Linked DNA regions of Anser cygnoides: region 1 is linked to region 2. A link is a contact called in public Hi-C data. All regions are on one chromosome and are shown on one strand. The core of a region is the stretch at or near the end of the contact, and the rest is flanking DNA. Distances in the headings are between cores, read along the strand shown. Region 1 holds the start of IFIH1 (interferon induced with helicase C domain 1). Region 2 overlaps KCNH7 (potassium voltage-gated channel subfamily H member 7).

Region 1 (5,813 bases), core at 3,024-5,523, 170 kb before region 2:
AACAAACCAAGGGACCTCAGCCACTCCTCATATGTCTTGCCCTTTAGACCCTTCACCATCTTGTAGCCCTCCTTTTAGTAATTAGTGCATGTACTATGAATTTATTACTTTTTTACCTGATAGCAAAGTAATGAAGGCAAGAATTTAAGCCTGACAAACGTGTAACAGAAAATGAAACTTAGGACCACAGTAGTTGCTGATCTATTCCCACCATCTGACTCACCCGCAACAATCTTCAGGCTCTAGCCTGGAAACTGAAACATTCATCCACCTTTGAACTGCATGCTCAAATATGGTAGCCGCTTATCAGTGTATGGCAAAGGTTGATTCCTGTCCTCAACTGGAAGAGGCACCTTCATGCCTCTCATCCCAATCTTTAATGCATAGTCCCACACGCAGAAACTAAAACCACAGCGATATAGTTCTGGTGAACTCCTCAAGCAAGAAGGCTGAAGCTGTTAAATGCGAAACCTGTTAAAAACTTTATTCTCAAATATCTTATAAAACCTATGCTGACTGCAATATAAAATTAGGGGTTGGGGTCTCCTTTTTTTCCATATTTTAGCATGTAGGGTGATAATTTTACAACATCATAATTGCTGTACAGGAATAAAAAGTGGTAAGCGAAAACCCAAACCTCTTTTACTTTCATTTCTGTAAATAATGTTTACTAGTTTATTCTATTACTTACTGTAAATGTTATGCAATATATCTTGAGACCTATCAATGTGTTATCCCCAAGGAGATATACTGCAGTCTACTTTAAAATACCAAATGTATTTGTAAACCATGCCATAAAAGAAACATTAATCTTTGTGGTGAAGGAGAAATCTGGAAAAAGCTTGTTTTATTTGTTCAAAATAATCTTCTGACTATTTATTATGAATGATTATACAAATATCACATTGAAAACCAATGGGTTACAAAAGATAAGTATTCAGTTTAATTACAATTTTGGTCATACTGTTGTAAGTTTGATATTGCTTAATAAGGATTTCTAGTGTTTAAGAATCTATCAGGTTAGCTGTTAAATAACTTCATTCTGAAATCCTCAGACAACTGAAAGCATTTGTCTCAGCATAGCAGTGAAATCAATATGGCTGGAACCCTGCATTGTTTCCAAAGTAACAGCTCAAAAAGAGATGCTAAAAAAAAAACAACCAACATTATTATGGTGAAATAAGATGATTACCTCCCGTATTTCCGCTTAAATCATCTGCAAGGTCTTCATGTTGTGTTTGACGCAGAGCAACCAAAAAAGGAGAGAACCAATCCTTTTTCTGCACTATTCTACTCAACAGCTCCCTTGCACCATCTCTGTTCCCACGAGTGTCAGTAACAGCACTGATCTGGTGAAAATAAAATAAAATAAAATAAATTAAACAACCTTGAGACTGAATTTTGAAACAGTTTAGGGAAGTTACCAAGAATAGTATATGTACAAAAGTATTCCCCTGTCATCACTAAAACATAGAAACAAAAATATATGGTGGGTCTGACAATCGTTTTACTCACCAGCAGAGATTTACTGCATTTTTGTCCAACATCATATAGTTTCTCGTAGTATGTATAAAACAAGAGATCTGAGATTTGAGAGACTGGTGGTACTGGAAATGATTATAATAATAACCATTATATAATCATTTTTATTATGGAACGATAATTGGTGTTCACATCGGTTTAGGAACTAACCATCCTTGCTTAAGGAGAAGTAATGCCCTACAGCATACCAGAGCTCACACTTCATCTATGGCATGACCTCATATTTAGAATGGAACATTTCCCTTCTTAAACACTGGCTTCAACTTCTCAATTCTCACTTAAAAATACGATACAATAATACAGTGCAGTAAAATAATACAAGATACAATAGCCTGTTGAAAGTGACTACTGCCGTCAAAGAAGCTATAGAAAAGTGTTCCAAGGTTGTCATGAGCAAAAGTGGGCAGGTGTTCACAAAAAAGAAAAGCACTGTTTCAGAAGTACTGCTGCTTGAGACAGGTGTTCAGTCTTCAAGGGCAATTTCCTCAAGGCTCAAGAATCATCCATCCTGATATGCGAGAAAATGGGTAGGCATAGCAGCCGGCTCAAGTTTGGCCAAACAGGGTAAAAGCCCCCTGGCTGAGGCTGAATACATGAAGAAGGTGTGTGGGCAGTGGGAGGAGGGAAGAGTTAAACAAAGAGGAATATAGCGAGACCATCCTGGGATGTCATTCATTAAGAAAGCCTAGGCCCTGTCAGAGCTGAAACTGGTAAGGGTCTGAAGGGTAACGACTTAAGCAGAAATACAAGCAGCATAAAGATGACCACGGAACATGTGCACCCATTAAGGAATGGAGCCAATAGCCTCCTAAAAGATTCCTGTCTCTACCTGCTGCATTACCATGCTTGGCTCCCCAGCTCGTGGGGTGCAGCTAGCCCTTGCTGCTCCCCAACAGTCACCAATCAGATGAAATTATATACATGACTCTCATTTAACTGACGTGAGCATTAAAGTACCTAAACAGTTGATGCAAAGTTCAGAGTGCAAGTATGACATAATTCCACCATTAGTTTGTGATCTTTTGTCTTATTCCTGTGCCAACTATATATATATTTCTTCTAATACTGTTTCAGGGTATCTACTTTTTTTCTTTTTTGGTTCCAAGTAAGTTTCACGCTAGTCCAGGCAAGCCATTCTTGGCCCAATGGAGAAAAACACTGGCAAATGTTTTTGTCAAAGCCATTACCCTTCACTTGCTCTTTCTTGTCAGATTGGTATTTCTGCTCAGCTTTATAGTCTGCTGCTGGCTGTGATATTCCTTAGTGAACTTAAGGCAGAAAATAAAGGTGAGGGGAGGTCTTGTTTTACTTCAAATGTTCTCTAGAACTTTACAGGCCGGCACAACTTTCTGGTATGGTTCACAGGCCAAAAGACACTTACTGATCTTCTGAGCCTGGTATCTGTCAAAATGGTAAGTCACAGTAAAGTTGGCCAGACTACTTCCACTTACATACTGATCTATTCTAAATCTCTGCTCAAGGTATTTACTGTCTGCCCCTGGTTGTTAGCTGGCATCCCATCTGCTAGCCAACCTGTAAGTGTTCAGCAGTTTACCTGGAGCACCACCTGTCTTTTCCCCCAGGTTTGGGTACCACCCTTTGGCTTTCTGCACTCACACAAGGCCACTTCTTGCTGTGGTGCCCCACAGCTCCTGGGGGTGACCAGTGTCTGTGGGACTGCCTGGTGCCCAGCCTGAGAGGACGGGCCACTTACCCGTTCCAGGTCCTCCTCCTGGAAAATGTCCATCTGCAGGCACCTCTCGGCCACCTGCCTGGTCTGCATCCTATCCACCAGGGTGGCGTGGAGCAGCTGCACCAAGTGCACGCAGAGGTCGTGGTCGGCCTCCTCGGTGGGTGAGGGCAGCTGGCTGGGGTTCATGTAGCGGGCAGCCAGGTCACAGCCACCTTTCTCCAGCGCCTGCAGGAACTCGGCGAACCAACCTTGGCCCCGGGGGCCGCGCTCCACAGCGCGCAGCAGTTCCTCGGCCCCCTCCACCTCGCCCCGCTGTTCCGCCGCCACCCGCACCTTCTCCTTCTCCTCCCGGCTCAGCGAGGGCAGCCAGTCCAGCACCGGCAGCACCCGGATGCACTGCTTCAGCCGCGGCCTGAAGCAGGAGATCATGTAGAGGAAGCACTCGTCTCGGCACTCCGCCGACATGGTCGCGCTGGCGGTGCCCGGGGCCGGGGCCGGGGTCGGGGGATACTGCAGGGGCGGCCGGGGAGCGCCGCAGCCGGGGTCCGCCGGCAGCCCGCCCGCAGGTCGCCGCCCCTTAAGCCGGCTCCTTTCGAGCCCTTTCGGTTTCGTTTGCGGGCGGCTGCCGAGTGCGGCTGTCCAGCCCCTGGAGGGACGGGCACGGGGAAGTGTCGCTCCCAAAGGCTTGGAAGGAAACTTTGAACGGGCAGCGTGGGTTTAAAGGCGGAACTTTCGCTTTCCAGACGGGGGTTTCTAGTGCTGCTCGCTGGGGTGCCAACGATTTGTGCAGCTGTGCCTTTCCAGCCTCACACTACTAGTGTGGAGGAACTAGACGCTGCGGAGGTGGGGACCCCAGGCGATTGGAGTGGTCTGCCTTCACTCGCAGGATTAGTCCCTCTGCACACTTCAGATCCGATTATATCTCCTTAAGCTTGTAAATGACACTTCACATTACAGAACCCATGTATCTGATCTTATTCTGTCTCTGGGTCTTAGTCTTTCAGGCTGAACCTAAAACCTAAACACCAGAACTGGATGAGCTCCTGCACGCACTGTGGGTGCAGCCCAGCAGAACACGTTTGGCTGCCTGCTTCTCGTGCCCCACCCAGTAGTAATTTGTTGCTGTGAACTGTATCCTACTCAAATGAAGGCATTTAATCTGTGATCTAAATTCTAACAGTGCCCCCAACGAGGCAAAATTAGAGGTTTGGGGTATCTTTTCACTGATGAATATTATTTATTTATTTATACATTGGTACAAGCAGTAGGTATTCCAGACTTTGGGAATCTTTGCCCTCTAGGTCTGATTCAAAGCAAAATGGTGCCTGTAATTACTTCACATTGATTTTGATGCTCTCTCAAGTATCCAGTGATACTGCAGAACATGTTCAGTTAGACGTGTTCCAGAGATTCAGGTTGGAAAAGACCTCTAAGATCATCAGGTCCAACCTTTAGCCTAGTACTAAAGTCCACCACTAAACCATGCTACTAAATTCTACATCTACATGTTTCTTGAATACCTCCAGGGATGGTGACTCAACCACTTTCCTGGGCAGCCTGTTCCAATGCCCCACAACCTTTTCAGTAAAGAAATTTCTCCTAATATCTGACATAAAACCTCCCTCGCGCAACTTGAGGTCATTTCCCCTCATCACTTGGTGCATGGGAGAAGAGCCCGATCCCCACCTCGCCACAGCCTCCTTTAAGGTAATTGTAAAGTACAATGAGGTCTCCTCTGAGCCTTCTCTTCTCCAAGCTAAACAACCTCAGCTCGCTCAGCTGCTCCTCACAAGACTCATTCTCTAGACCCTTCACCAGCTTTGTTGTCCATCTTTGAAGACACACAGAGTTTTCACTCTTGCTTATATTGTTGTATACGCATCTTGTTTCCTTACTTTGTTTCCCAGTTTGTTTTACTTTCATTTTACTGCTTGCTTTCCCTTCTGCTTCTCTCAAGTTTCACTCTTCATTATTTCTGATTACTGCTTTACGCAAGTTTCATTTGAAAGACTTTTGGGGAAAGTCACTCTGCTTTCTGCCCCCTGTACTTCTTCTGCTGTCATTACTTTCTTTAGATGACAGGCCAGGGTTTCGTTCACATGTTGCATACATAGCAGTGGCAAATAAGGCCCTGTGTATTTATACCAGAACAGTCCTTTACAGGCTCAAGGAGTTTGCAGACATCAGAAGGGCACTTATTTGGCTTTAGAGGGACAAGCAGACCAACATTACTTGATGTTATCCCTGCTGCTACTAAGCTGAACAAGTAATGGCTGACCTCCTGCTCTCCTGCCATCCCCTAGCTGGATGCTTGCACTCCTCCCCGCCTCAGCCATTGCCGAGCCCTCCGTCCCTTCATGACTGGGCTGATACCAGCCACGGGGCTGACAACCACAGCCTCCAGCAGAGTGCCATGGGCAGCTCCTGGCCCCGGGGGGAAACCCAACCCATGGCCGGGGGGGTGGCCACACGGCAAAGCTTAATCCTCAGAGGGCTGGAGCACCTCTCCTATGAAGAAAGGTTGAGGGAGCTGGGCTTGTTTAGCTTGGAGAAGGCTCTGGGGAGACCTCATTGCGGC
Region 2 (5,844 bases), core at 3,135-5,634:
TTAACAAGATTTTAAAGTTTATTCTAGTTTGTGATTACAGAGTCTCTCAAGGCATCAAACAGTAGTCTTGGACAGAGATTACTGGAATAATGGATTATCTACATAGTATTTGTCGAGTTTGTCCAGTACTGCTTTAAAAAGAACACTTTATTCTCAGACTATGGATCACCAGTTTGGAAGCTGAACTTATCATTTAGGACAGCTGGATTAAGAAAAAATGAATTATAACACTCTCCCTGAAATAAATTACTTAACAATTAATAGTAATCTTCTACAGATTATGCAAAGTAGAGCTCTAGCACAATATGTTATTGATATTATCTGAAGCTAATGTTTTTTAATGGATACACTGGGTCACTCTGAGCTGTACAGAGAATGAAACTGCAGGGTTTATACCTCCAGAAAAAACGCAACATAAAACAATTTATGTAGTATGCTTGACAGAGTCAGTGTATAGGTAGAAATTAGACTGCAATGAACCACTATTTCTACCTTTTTCATTTAAGGAAATCCCCATCTTTTGGAGTTGATCTCATTGGCAGTCTCTGGACAACGTTGTAATTGTCTTAAAACCCAACAAGTTATCAAATTTTCTAATGGATTTCTTCCCAAGGGCTGTTGACAATGTATTTCTATTCTTTGCTGCTCATTGAGGAAAGCTATTTTCCCCTATGGTATTTCTTTTTCTTTCTTTCTTTCTTTCTTTCTTTCTTTCTTTCTTTCTTTCTTTCTTTCTTTCTTTCTTTCTTTCTTTCTTTCTTTCTTTCTTTCTTTCTTTCTTTCTTTCTTTTTTTTTTTTTTTTTTTTTTTTTCTTTTTTTCAGACCACTGTTTTGGAAAATGATTGATTCTTGATTTGTCGTCGTAAAAATATAGAATTAGCGTTGTTGTAGTTAGTGAAATTACTCTGCAGTAAACACTGCAAATGAATGGAGAATCAGTTCCAATTCAACATTTTCTTGTAACTACTAAACTTTCTGCATCATAAGTCTTGGATGATTTCTGAGCTTGGGAACATCCTAGTCTGTACTTTGTCTTGTAGCTTGGACCACTACCATCTTGGCAGGAAAGTTTTACCATTCCCAAAAAAGTATCCACAGCCTTGGCTATAACCTCCATCACTTCTGAAAGATAAAATGTAATTCCACCCTGAAATCTCGCCTCACTTAATCTTTCCACTCAGCTTTTCATGAAACTTTGCTATGCTTCTTTAAACAAGTAGGGGCACATTTATGGAAGGACTAGACTAAAAGGGCTCCTAAAAAAGCCATAAACTTACAGAGCTACATGGAAACACAATGCTCATTGGGGTATTAATTGTAATAAAAAACTGTGATTCAAGAAAGTATATTGTGCTGTTCCAGCATAGTATCAGATTCTGTAAATATTAACAGAACTATACTCAACATGAGAAATAAAATAAAATAGAAACTTAACATTTTTACTTTCTTTCACCTTTTTCTTTATGGTTAAACTTACACAATACTCAAGAAGCCTCATTAACGACTTAGTGAGGGAGCAGTGAAAGACAGAAGGTACTGTACAGAACGTTTTATTTGCTAGCAATTCCACCTTTGGATTGTCTTGAAAGATTCACAAAGATCAGCACAGTTCTCTTTCCAGATACTGCATGAAAACTCTGTTGAAAGCTACCAACAATTCTATACTTTAACATATAGCCTGTTTTATCTGACTTTACAGCCAGTAGGGAAAGATATGGAAGAACTTTATAGCCAGTTCTTTCAGTTAAAGAAACTCTGCAATTCCTCAAGCTTTTAATTAGACTCAGATGAGCACTTTAGTCCTTGTAGAAAAAACAAAATTATGGAAGCCCCTTCTACACAGAGGCTTTACATTTCATGTTCTGCTAGCCAGTCTTGTTTTCTTCTAGTTACATGTGAACTGTGCTGCTGTTCTCTCACACAGGGGCATAGGCAAGCCTTGCTTTCCTTCACATGTGCAGTCTTTAAGCATATGCCAAGGAATGGTCACTTTTGACAGAAATTCCTTAATACTCTCCATCTCATCCAGAATGCCTGTGAAATCTCATCCACAGCTCCTCAAAATATTTTATTTATGCTCCTGTCTAATGCTAACTGGCAGATATGTGTGCAAATGTGGGGAGGGAAAGGTCATTCCTTTCACAAAAGGAAGAGAATCACATTCTAAAGCACCAATTGGTTTTCGGGACAAATGATTTATAATAAGTAAAAATAAAAATAGAAACTAGATAAAAATACTAATAGAAAAATTCATCAGGATTGTTTGTAATTTTGCATAAACATTCAGTTTACTGCTCACAGAAGCTAAATGAATCTATGACTTTGTAAGGATTTAGTGTTCTATCCAAATGAACACAATTTCCTTAAAACAGAAAAATGATGTAATGCACTTTAGCTAGAAAATGATAATCTTGGTACTCATAGATATAAAAGGTAGGCGAGAAATTAAACACTTCTTGGAGGTAATAGCAGAGTTGAGAGATGAATTATTCTATATGAATAATGGTAATCAATCTATAAACAGTCACACACACACAAAGCAGAGAGATGAGAAAAACGTGTAGAACAATTAGAGTGAAATAATCTGCTAAGGAAGGTTTCTTAGGCAACAACCCTGAGGTGCTCAAAAACATATTAAAGAAAACACCTAAAAGAAAACACTTCTAAAGACTTTTATTTCTGTTCTGAAATTGAGCTCTTACCACTCTTATCTGCTGTACGAGTCTTTCAAGTCTAGAGTACCTTTAATTGCATTATTACATATTTCAAAATGCATATTTATGTGCTTGGATATTAACAGAGTTTCTTTAAATCTCTGTTAGAAAATTGAATTGGAATGACAACAAGAAAAAGTTTAACAGGGACATATGGAAGAAAGGAATTTTCATTTTCTAGTAAAACTCACAATTCAGTGCTTGAAGAAAGTCATCATTTTTATTATTCACTACCATGGCTTTTGTATAATTACTAAAATACCTCTCTCAGTGGAAGCTAATAAAGCAAGTATATCTAGTTTGACAACAGAACCCATAAGTTAGTAACAGTATTTTAGGATAAGACCTGGCTGAAGAATGGAACACTTGCTGTAGTCACAGATTACTATTATGTCTTTCAAGATCAATTCACCATCACCTATGGATGATGTTTAGCCTTCCTAACATTCAGGTCATGTGGCCAGAGTTCATCAAAACTCTGAAATATATGGAAACAAAACTGCTTCATGAGAGCTCCCCAAAGCTTCTACTTCCTTCTGAATTCTGGTATAGGTGGAAATCTCCAGTGACAGGTTCCTTTGAAGAGAGCCTTGTGGGGCCCGCAGCACAAAAAAAATCTGGGGACAAATAGGTTCCCATACTGCTGGCTGAACTGGACAGAGGCTTTGACCAAAACTAGTTTAACATTTACAGAATGTTGACAAAGACAGGGTGTCTTTCAGTACAACTCTACTGTGGATCATTTGTTGACTGACCTTGCTGCATTTTCGTTGACTCTGGCATGTGTTCAAACTTTTGAAAAACTAGATATAAGGAAAGGAAGATTATTCTTTTGCTACTCTGTCCTCCCTTTGCAGATGTCTCTTGTACCTTCCACACTTTGACCTTAAGTATGTGTTGAATGGTGACTGATGTTGACTTACCAAATAGCTGCTTTTAGAAATGGGAGACAATAGTTTTCAAGATGACAATGACACCTATGACAATGACACCTACCAATTATAATATAGTCCCTGTGAGTTAAAAAAAAAAAAAAGAGGAAAAAAAAAAGGCTGATTCTACTTGCTTGTCTGAAAATATTGCTTAGAGAGACCATGTCTATCTTGAAATGTTCCAACCCAGCTTTGGTGGCTGGGTCTGCTTTTGACAGCTGACTTTGAGAGCTGCCCCATGTGTACAGAGCTCAGTCAGAAAAAGACAGAAGGGCCAATGGCAGCGTCCTAACCAGAAGTTTTTACTACCTATATACTTTGGAACTAGTTGCAGGGTTGATCTCTTTGGCAATGCATGAAACAAAGTGAGTATACAGAGATCAAGGGTTTAATGGTGGGATTGACATCAATGCGGCTACATGGATTCAGTGTCTGCTGTGAAAGCAAAAAATACACAGAGGTAGAGGCAGAGTAATTATTGACTTAGCTTTTATATTTGAGAACAGGAAGAACATACTGCACTAGCCTGATTCTGTGATACTCTATTTGTTAGCTGGTGATAGGTAGATGGGCTGGGTGTGTGATTCACTTCACACCCTGAGCAAGACAGTGTTCAAATGCAAAATGAATTCTTAATGATGTGTCCTTTCTCACTGTTCTACAACCTTGAAGAAAAAATATGTGCTTAGCTCAGTTTCTCAGATCATATACTGAGCCTGGGGTTTGCACATTATTTGTATTTTTCTAATTAACATTGCAAATCTGCAGAGAATCTAATAGCACACTGACTCTTTAGGATATGATTCCCTGTGGTAAACTTAGCAGGGTGCTTCTTAACATTCATGTAATTTAAAAAAATCTGTTTGTTGAAAAGTCCAGTTTTGCTGACTTAGTCAGCAGCTTTGCTTTATTGTGCAGATGAGAATTTACCCTTCTGTTTTACAGGCACACTGACAAAGGAAACAGAGACAACATGCCCTGTGAATCCAGTCACAGTTTGAGTCTCATTCAAGTCATGAAGTGCAGCTTCAAAAGTTTAGCATTTCTAGTAATTCTGGAAATATTCAAGTACGTAGTGTAGGAATTCAGTGAGGCAAATGTCTTCCACACATTATAGTGAGAATGATTCCATACATTGGGTACTGGATCTGAACCTGTAGGATTTAACATCCAGATGGACTCAGGAAGGACACTGCAGAGATCATAGGAAGGTGAAGTAATTAGAGTAGTTTCAGTATTTCATGATCTTTTGTGCAATCTGGTATCTGAATAGCACATAGTATCAGGAATAAAAAAAGGCTGAAGAAAATAACCTGAGAGAAAGAGTGGAAGATCTAAAAGCTCTGAGAAACACTAAATGTGAGAGATTAAATTTAAACTCTAGTAATGGGAGACCACTGGAAAAAGATGAATACAGTCCTTTCACTCTCTAACTGCAGATAGAGTTTTCCAGAAAGAAGGTAGTCTTAGTTTGTTAATAGAATATAATGAGTTTCATGTGTTTCAGTTAGCCTAAGCAGGAAAGATGGTTGCAAACTTATATTATTACAAAAACATAGTCCGTGTAAAATGAAAATACGCAAGAGAGTTATACCTCATTATCCTCATTTTCATGAGCACACGAAGTGAAAATGAGTTTATACAAATACTTTGAAGAGAATGCTAACCAAGTCTCTGGTAAGATTTGGATTTGGGTCTGGAAGTGAAGTCAGAAACTGTCAGATTACTGGGAGATTCTGACATGAGTTTTTCTAATAGAGGAAGTATTTTGGATTTTTAATCTGAAATTAGATAACAACAATGCTATTAATAAGAAAAAATACTAAGGATAGTGATGAACAGTGTAAGCTCACAATCACAAAAGATATTGGCAGACTATGTTTATGCATAAATAAGAAACTACTAAAGGCCTTAACTAGTAAACACAAGATTTGCAATAGTGCTATTGAAAGAGAACTTGTTATTAGATTGAACATGCATCCACCTGTGATTCATCAGGAGCATGCTTCAATGCCTTTCAGCAAGGTATGTAAGTGTGGGCAGAGAACTGCTCTAATACAGTGACCCTGCTCCTAATTACAGAAGTGCCTCATTCAGTGATAGTGCATGCATCTGTAACAAGCACGATACAGATACACTTGTTGAGTGAACAGAAGAATCAAAAAGACGGTTACTGGAGAAAAACATGACAGATCCT

What was found. A called contact is a pair of places that touch in the nucleus more often than the background predicts.
Region 1: a contact with region 2 is called in a Hi-C map of liver, with 2.5 times the contacts expected there. The contact joins the promoter of IFIH1 here to the enhancer-like site in region 2. A contact is called at or near these places in 2 of 7 Hi-C or Micro-C datasets (both in liver).

The regions. Positions count from the first base shown.
Region 1 is chr6:24,210,059-24,215,871 of Taihu_goose_T2T_genome, reverse strand. IFIH1 (interferon induced with helicase C domain 1) reads right to left here and starts at 4,273. Exons shown (of 16, transcript XM_013171142.3): 1 at 3,257-4,273; 2 at 1,193-1,349. The coding sequence starts at 3,700.
Region 2 is chr6:24,039,016-24,044,859 of Taihu_goose_T2T_genome, reverse strand. The region is part of intron 2 of KCNH7 (potassium voltage-gated channel subfamily H member 7); the gene reads right to left. All of the region lies in intron 5 of LOC106029940 (a long non-coding RNA gene), which reads left to right. Among named protein-coding and RNA genes, the nearest start is that of KCNH7, 64 kb to the right of the region's middle. Within about 2 kb of position 4,384, at least 2 of the 3 cell types and tissues checked have open chromatin away from gene starts, as enhancers often do. A contact at or near this core is called in liver, where this site is marked.